2 separate regions of the Xenopus laevis genome follow, and region 1 is linked to region 2. A link is a contact called in public Hi-C data. All regions are on one chromosome and are shown on one strand. The core of a region is the stretch at or near the end of the contact, and the rest is flanking DNA. Distances in the headings are between cores, read along the strand shown. Region 1 has its middle 21 kb from the start of LOC108701070. Region 2 has its middle 27 kb from the start of phf20.L.

Region 1 (2,700 bases), core at 125-2,624, 110 kb after region 2:
GTTTTTAATTATTACGCCCGAGGCTCATCTTTACAATATTGCTCTTAAAGGGATCTCTACCCAAATGGACAATAAAACAGAATTCTAAGCACTTTCTAATCTACGTTAAACATTCTCGGTGATAAGGCTATTTGTAATAAATAATCTGAATTCGGTTCCTTCTTTTCAATGCGTCTGAAGCTGGCCATAGACGCAAAGATCCGATCGTGCGAATCGAGGATTCGTACAATTTTCGGACCGTGTGTGGAGAGTCCCGACATTTTTCGTCCCACGGAAATCGGTTGTTTGGTAGATCATACAAGTTAAAAGATTTCTGTCGGTAATATCTCTGCATATATTGTCGATCATACGATTTTCCGAGGGAGACTGTCACTAGCATTGGTCGGACATAACTTTCGTACGATTGCTGTCAGGGGCAGAACATCGGCTGATCTGTTCTTTTGTACATTATTTGATTGGAATGGCAGGTCTGGAGATGGGGAAGTCCGATCGTTCGAGAACTCAAACGGTCGGATATTTGTATCTATGGCCAGCTTTAGTCTTGTATGTGCAGTGTCGGACTGGCCCACAGGGATACCAGGAAAACTCCCGGTGGGCCCAGGTGTCCGTGGCTCTCATGCTGCTAAATATTTGGCCTATTTCATGGCCATTCCCTATTTCTATGAGAACAAAGAGGCTAAATAGATGGAATAATAGATTATAGTATGTAAAGAAAAGAGACTAGGAGAATAGAGTTTGAGTGAGGAGACGAATAATAATAGTACCAAGAGTGGGCCCCTGATCTAAGGTTTTTGGGTGGGCCCCTGGTGTCCCAGTCCAACACTGTGTATGGGTCATATTTCCTCCAGGTCTATTGTTTCAGGAGTCAGAAGCAGCTGTACAGAGAATATAAGCAGCCAGTCACAAACTGCTTTCAAACTTATAAGAGATGATTAGAATTGCAGTTTTTGGGTGGGGGTCCCCTTTATTTTTCTCCTTTATGGTCCCGAAAAGTACAGGTTATTTGCCTAATGACATTTGCATGTACAAATTCCTTTCTCTTTTCTTTACACAATGGACATGCTGCAGTTTGTTTAAATTGCAGTCTTCACTCCTACACCTCCAGTATCTGTCTTATTATTCTGGCCAACGAAAGACAAGCTGGTTTTTCTGGTACAGGATCAGCATTACAAATGAGCACCCACGACTTATTCCTGAGCCATTAGTCAGAATTATTTTATACACAGGACAAAGCAACAAACAACAACAACATTTCTGCTAGGATTAGGGTTGCCATCTGCTCGGTTTTGAACCAAACAGTTCAGTGTTTCCTAGGACTGTTCGGGTCCAACTGTCAGTTTGGGTTTCAGCCTTTTGAAACCTGACAGATAATCTGAATAATTATGAACTGGGGAGCAGGCCTGGACTGGCAATCTGTAGGTTCTGTCAAATGCCAGAGGGGTTGTGGTAAGATGCCATAGACAGTCATTTTTTATTGGGCTTGTTAGGGGCTATATGGACTTGTGTCTGCTGAAACACCATTATTGGCGCCAGACATAACACCACTATCGCAAAGGTTCAGCAAGAAAAACTGGCTCTGCAATTTGCATGGGACTGACAAGTACAAATGCTAATTTGAGGGCTGATTTACAGGCAATACATTGCACAAGTACAGTTGCCAGTAGCAACCAATCAGCATTTAGAGGCACATTTATTAAAGGTCGAATTTCGAATTCATGTGAGTTATTCAAAACTCTATTATATTCAAATATATTCGAAATTCAACTGGGGGTTCTTTATAATAAAAGATCTAATATCTAAAACTTGGATGAATTTTACGGCCTCGAAAACTTGAATCAAGTTGGACGTCTCCCATTGACTTATCGAATCGGCAGGTTTTAGGTTGCGAATAGTCAAATTTGAGTTCTTAAAGGGACAGAGTATGCTAAATCTTGAAATTTGAATTCGAATTAAAACTCAAATCGAGTTGGATAATTCACAATTCGAATTTGAGAGTTGAAAAAAAATTAGAAAATTCTAAATCAAATTTTCAATTTGATGGTTAATAAATCTGCCCCTTAAGGTGGCCATCCACAGGGAGATCTGCTCATTTGGCGATGTCGTCAAATAGGCGGATCTCTCCCCTATATGCCTACATTGAAGTGGCCGATATCGAGCTGATCCAGTCATTGGGCCCTAGGGTCCAACAATCAGATTGGAGGCCAAACAGTTGGTTGCATCAACGAAAAGATGTGGCATCCAACAGGATTTTTTAACCTGCCCGATTGGCATCTGCCCGACTTTCCATGAATGGCCCCACACAGGGGTCAATAAACTGCCGACTTGGTCTGTCGGCAGCTTTATTGCCCCGTGTATGGGGGCCTTTAGTGTTGAGCAGGACCGAAATCAAAGGGGGACAGGGGTACAAGTGTCCCGGGCCCAGGCCTGAAGGGGGACCCGGCAGTGCTGCACCCCTTGACAGCACCGAAGCAGTGTGGCCATTTCCGAAGTCCCAAACAGCCCAAATGCGGTGCCTAAAGTGCCAAAAGTTCAGAAATCCCAAAGCGGCGAAAAGACCCGAAGCCACGAAAACAGCCGAACTCCCGAAGCAGCGAAAAGACCCGAAGTCACAAAAACAGCCGAAATTGAAGCCCTGAAGCGGCGAAAAGACCCAAAGTCACAAAAACAGCCGAAATTTAAGTCCCAGGGGGCCCCAAAAGT
Region 2 (2,926 bases), core at 393-2,892:
GGATTGGTGCTGAGGAGGTATTTATGGATATTATTGGTTGTTCTTTTTTCCTGTGTCATTAGGGGTTGGAGCTAGGGGAACCCATTGGTGTGTGCTGCCTTACGGACTAAAGAAAAGGAAAATTTCAGGTAAGTACAAATTGTATCCTTTCCATTTGTGTTGTGTGTTGTTCCCTTGTATTAATTCCACACTAAGGGGTGTATTTTCTGTAGACTGAAAAAGGTGAAAACTTTTGATAGGTAATTTGTACTCTAGCAACCAGATTGCTGAAATTGCAAACTGAAGAGCTGCTGAATAAACAGCTAAATAACCCACAAATAAAATAAATATAAACAACTGCAAATTGTCTCTTTTATCACACTTTACACAACTAAAAATTGATTGAACAATCCCTTTAAGACAAAAAGTGGATAGCTGGCATACTGAAATACACATTTTTCCATTTGTGTTGTGTGTTGTTCCCTTGTATTAATTGCACACTATTTTCTGTAGACTGGAAAAGGTGAAAACTTTTGTTGTTATGTAACATGAGGATTTGTTTTTTTATATATCTGATTGCAACAACCTAGTCATGCAAATAAGGGCAACGTATGTTTAAACTTTGCAGTTCTTATGGGTTAAAAAACAATAATTTCAATTTGTTTTAAGCGTATCCTTATGTCTAGAAACACGTGTAGCTGTTTGTGTAACATGACTTGGTTTCTCCAGGAGAGGGAGCACTTGGTACAGACTGAAAACACACAGTAACTAAAAACATCATGTTTTCCAAAGACAGAGCAGAGCTTTTCACGCAATGGCTGAGGGCACACGGGTACAGTCTGTTTCTCTTTATTTGTGTATTTTTGGGCTGATTTCTGCTCAGTTTAGCTGCACTCAGGCCGATGTTGCAACTGTCAGTAGAGATATAGATGTGACCCGAGAGGAGCTGATCTGCCGCTCTCCACCTGCATACAAAACACAGGTTAAAAGAACCAGACAGTATGCCCTGTGTGCCCTCAGCCTTAGTAAAGAACTGGCTGAGATCCAATCAGACACAGTATATACTGATTAAATACAACAGGCAATTATGTTTTAACTGATTCTTGCCGACAACAATGTGAAGTCAAATAAGATAGCTACTTTAAGATAAGATACAAACATTGTATAATCCAGATAATGATATCATATTTAATGCAAAATGATGATTGGCTAACAGAAATTCACTGTAGAACATGACTTTGTCTTTTGTAAATAAAGCACTATGATTTCATGGTACCAGGTGTTAGCTAACACATATTTCGAATTACAAGTGCCTGCCCATGAAAATAACCCAGAGGTACACTATCCAGAATGTGCGTGTGCTAATTTAAGACGGCCATAGACGTAAAGATCCAATTGTACGAATCCTCAATTTTCGGACGATAAGTCTGATCGTTCAAGGATTCGAACAAACGATCAGATCTTTGCATCTATGGCCGGCTTAACTCTGATAATGGTGTTATTTTGCCTCATGTCTATTAATTAGGATCAATCCTCCTAGAGACTAGGCCACAAGCCGGACTGAAACACTATCCTAACGACTTACATACAGGGGCATTGAGTCTTTAACAATTAACTATTTAAAACGTTGAAAAACAAGAAATCTTTTAATAAGAGAGATTAACAACTAGGCCAGGGATTCCTAACCTTCTGTAACAACTATACCTGGTGGTCTAGCGGGAGGGGGTCTGCAGGGACGCCTGCAGCCCTCTCGGCGGGGACGCCCTCCACGCTGCTTTTCTGGCCCGCAAATGGGGAAGGGTTTAGGTGCGCGGCGCAGTGGCGCGAAATTTAAAAGTATTAAAGGCGCAGTTTGGATTTTTCACATTGCCCGTTATAGGATCTTGTTCCTGGTGCTTCTGTGCTTTTGAGCTTCTGTTTACTCTTTATTGATTCCTGTTGTGACCCCTGCCTGGCTTCTGACTATTCTGACCTCTGATTCCTGACCCTTGCCTGAACACCGACTACCTCTTCTGCGTAACCCCTCTGATTGATATCCAGGTTTGACCCTTGCCTGCCTGACTACGCTATTCTCTGCCTGCCTCGAGCCAGCCTGATCTGGCTACTCTATTGCCTAACGCCTTGTATTACGGCCTTCTGCCCAAAGACTCTAGCTAACAGTCGTGCCCCTCTGCCTATCCAGAACCTCTAGCCTTGCACCTCTCATTTAAGTCCTGGTGGCATCCAAGTAGCTGAGGGCTCCTCCCGAGGCCAAAGGTGGTCACACTACAGGTGAAGCACGAGCCGAGACCAGGGTGCTTGGCATTTGTTCTGGTGTTGGGTGCCGACCGTGACACCTTCATTCCCAATGTCTTTATTGTTATGCTCAGGTTTAGAGCTTTAGACATGAACCATAATAATCACAATTCAACTAATTCAACTTTAACTGAAAAGGAATGAGTAATCAGACTAATAGGGGGGAATTCACAAAAGTGTCGGGAACGAAAAAATGTCTTTAAAATGTCGTAGAAAGTGTCGTAGCAACAGCCGACAAATTCACAGAGCATTTCTCCGCCAATTTTCCGACATGTGCGACACTTTTGAATTTGTGTCGTTAAAAGTGGGCGTGGTTTTTTCGGCGCCACTTTTCCCGCCATTTTTATGAATTACTCGTAAACTCATTTTTTTTACGGACAATTTTTCAGACACTTTAGGCTCTCCAAAATGAAAATGTCAGACAAATTGTCGTTTAAAAAGTCTTGGTAAATGTCGTTTGTACGATGAAAAGATATACGACATTTTAGAAAATTGTCAGACTTACGAGACATTCAGAGATGGTAACATCTGCCTTTGTGAATTTGCCGTTCATACGACATTTTACAAATTTGTCGACCGCCACTTCTGGGTTACTTTTTTTACCGACACTTTTGTGAATTCCCCCCTTAGTCTATAGTGAGGAGGCTTAGTT

Evidence for each region. A called contact is a pair of places that touch in the nucleus more often than the background predicts.
Region 1: a contact with region 2 is called in a Hi-C map of the XL177 cell line, with 4 times the contacts expected there. The contact joins two enhancer-like sites. A contact is called at or near these places in 3 of 4 Hi-C or Micro-C datasets (the XL177 cell line, the XTC cell line and animal cap).

Annotation. Positions count from the first base shown.
Region 1 is chr9_10L:43,909,392-43,912,091 of Xenopus_laevis_v10.1, forward strand. No RefSeq gene overlaps it. Among protein-coding and RNA genes, the nearest start is that of LOC108701070, 21 kb to the left of the region's middle. Within about 2 kb of position 1,375, at least 2 of the 7 cell types and tissues checked have an H3K27ac peak or open chromatin away from gene starts, as enhancers often do.
Region 2 is chr9_10L:43,799,504-43,802,429 of Xenopus_laevis_v10.1, forward strand. No RefSeq gene overlaps it. Among protein-coding and RNA genes, the nearest start is that of phf20.L, 27 kb to the left of the region's middle. Within about 2 kb of position 1,643, at least 1 of the 7 cell types and tissues checked has an H3K27ac peak or open chromatin away from gene starts, as enhancers often do.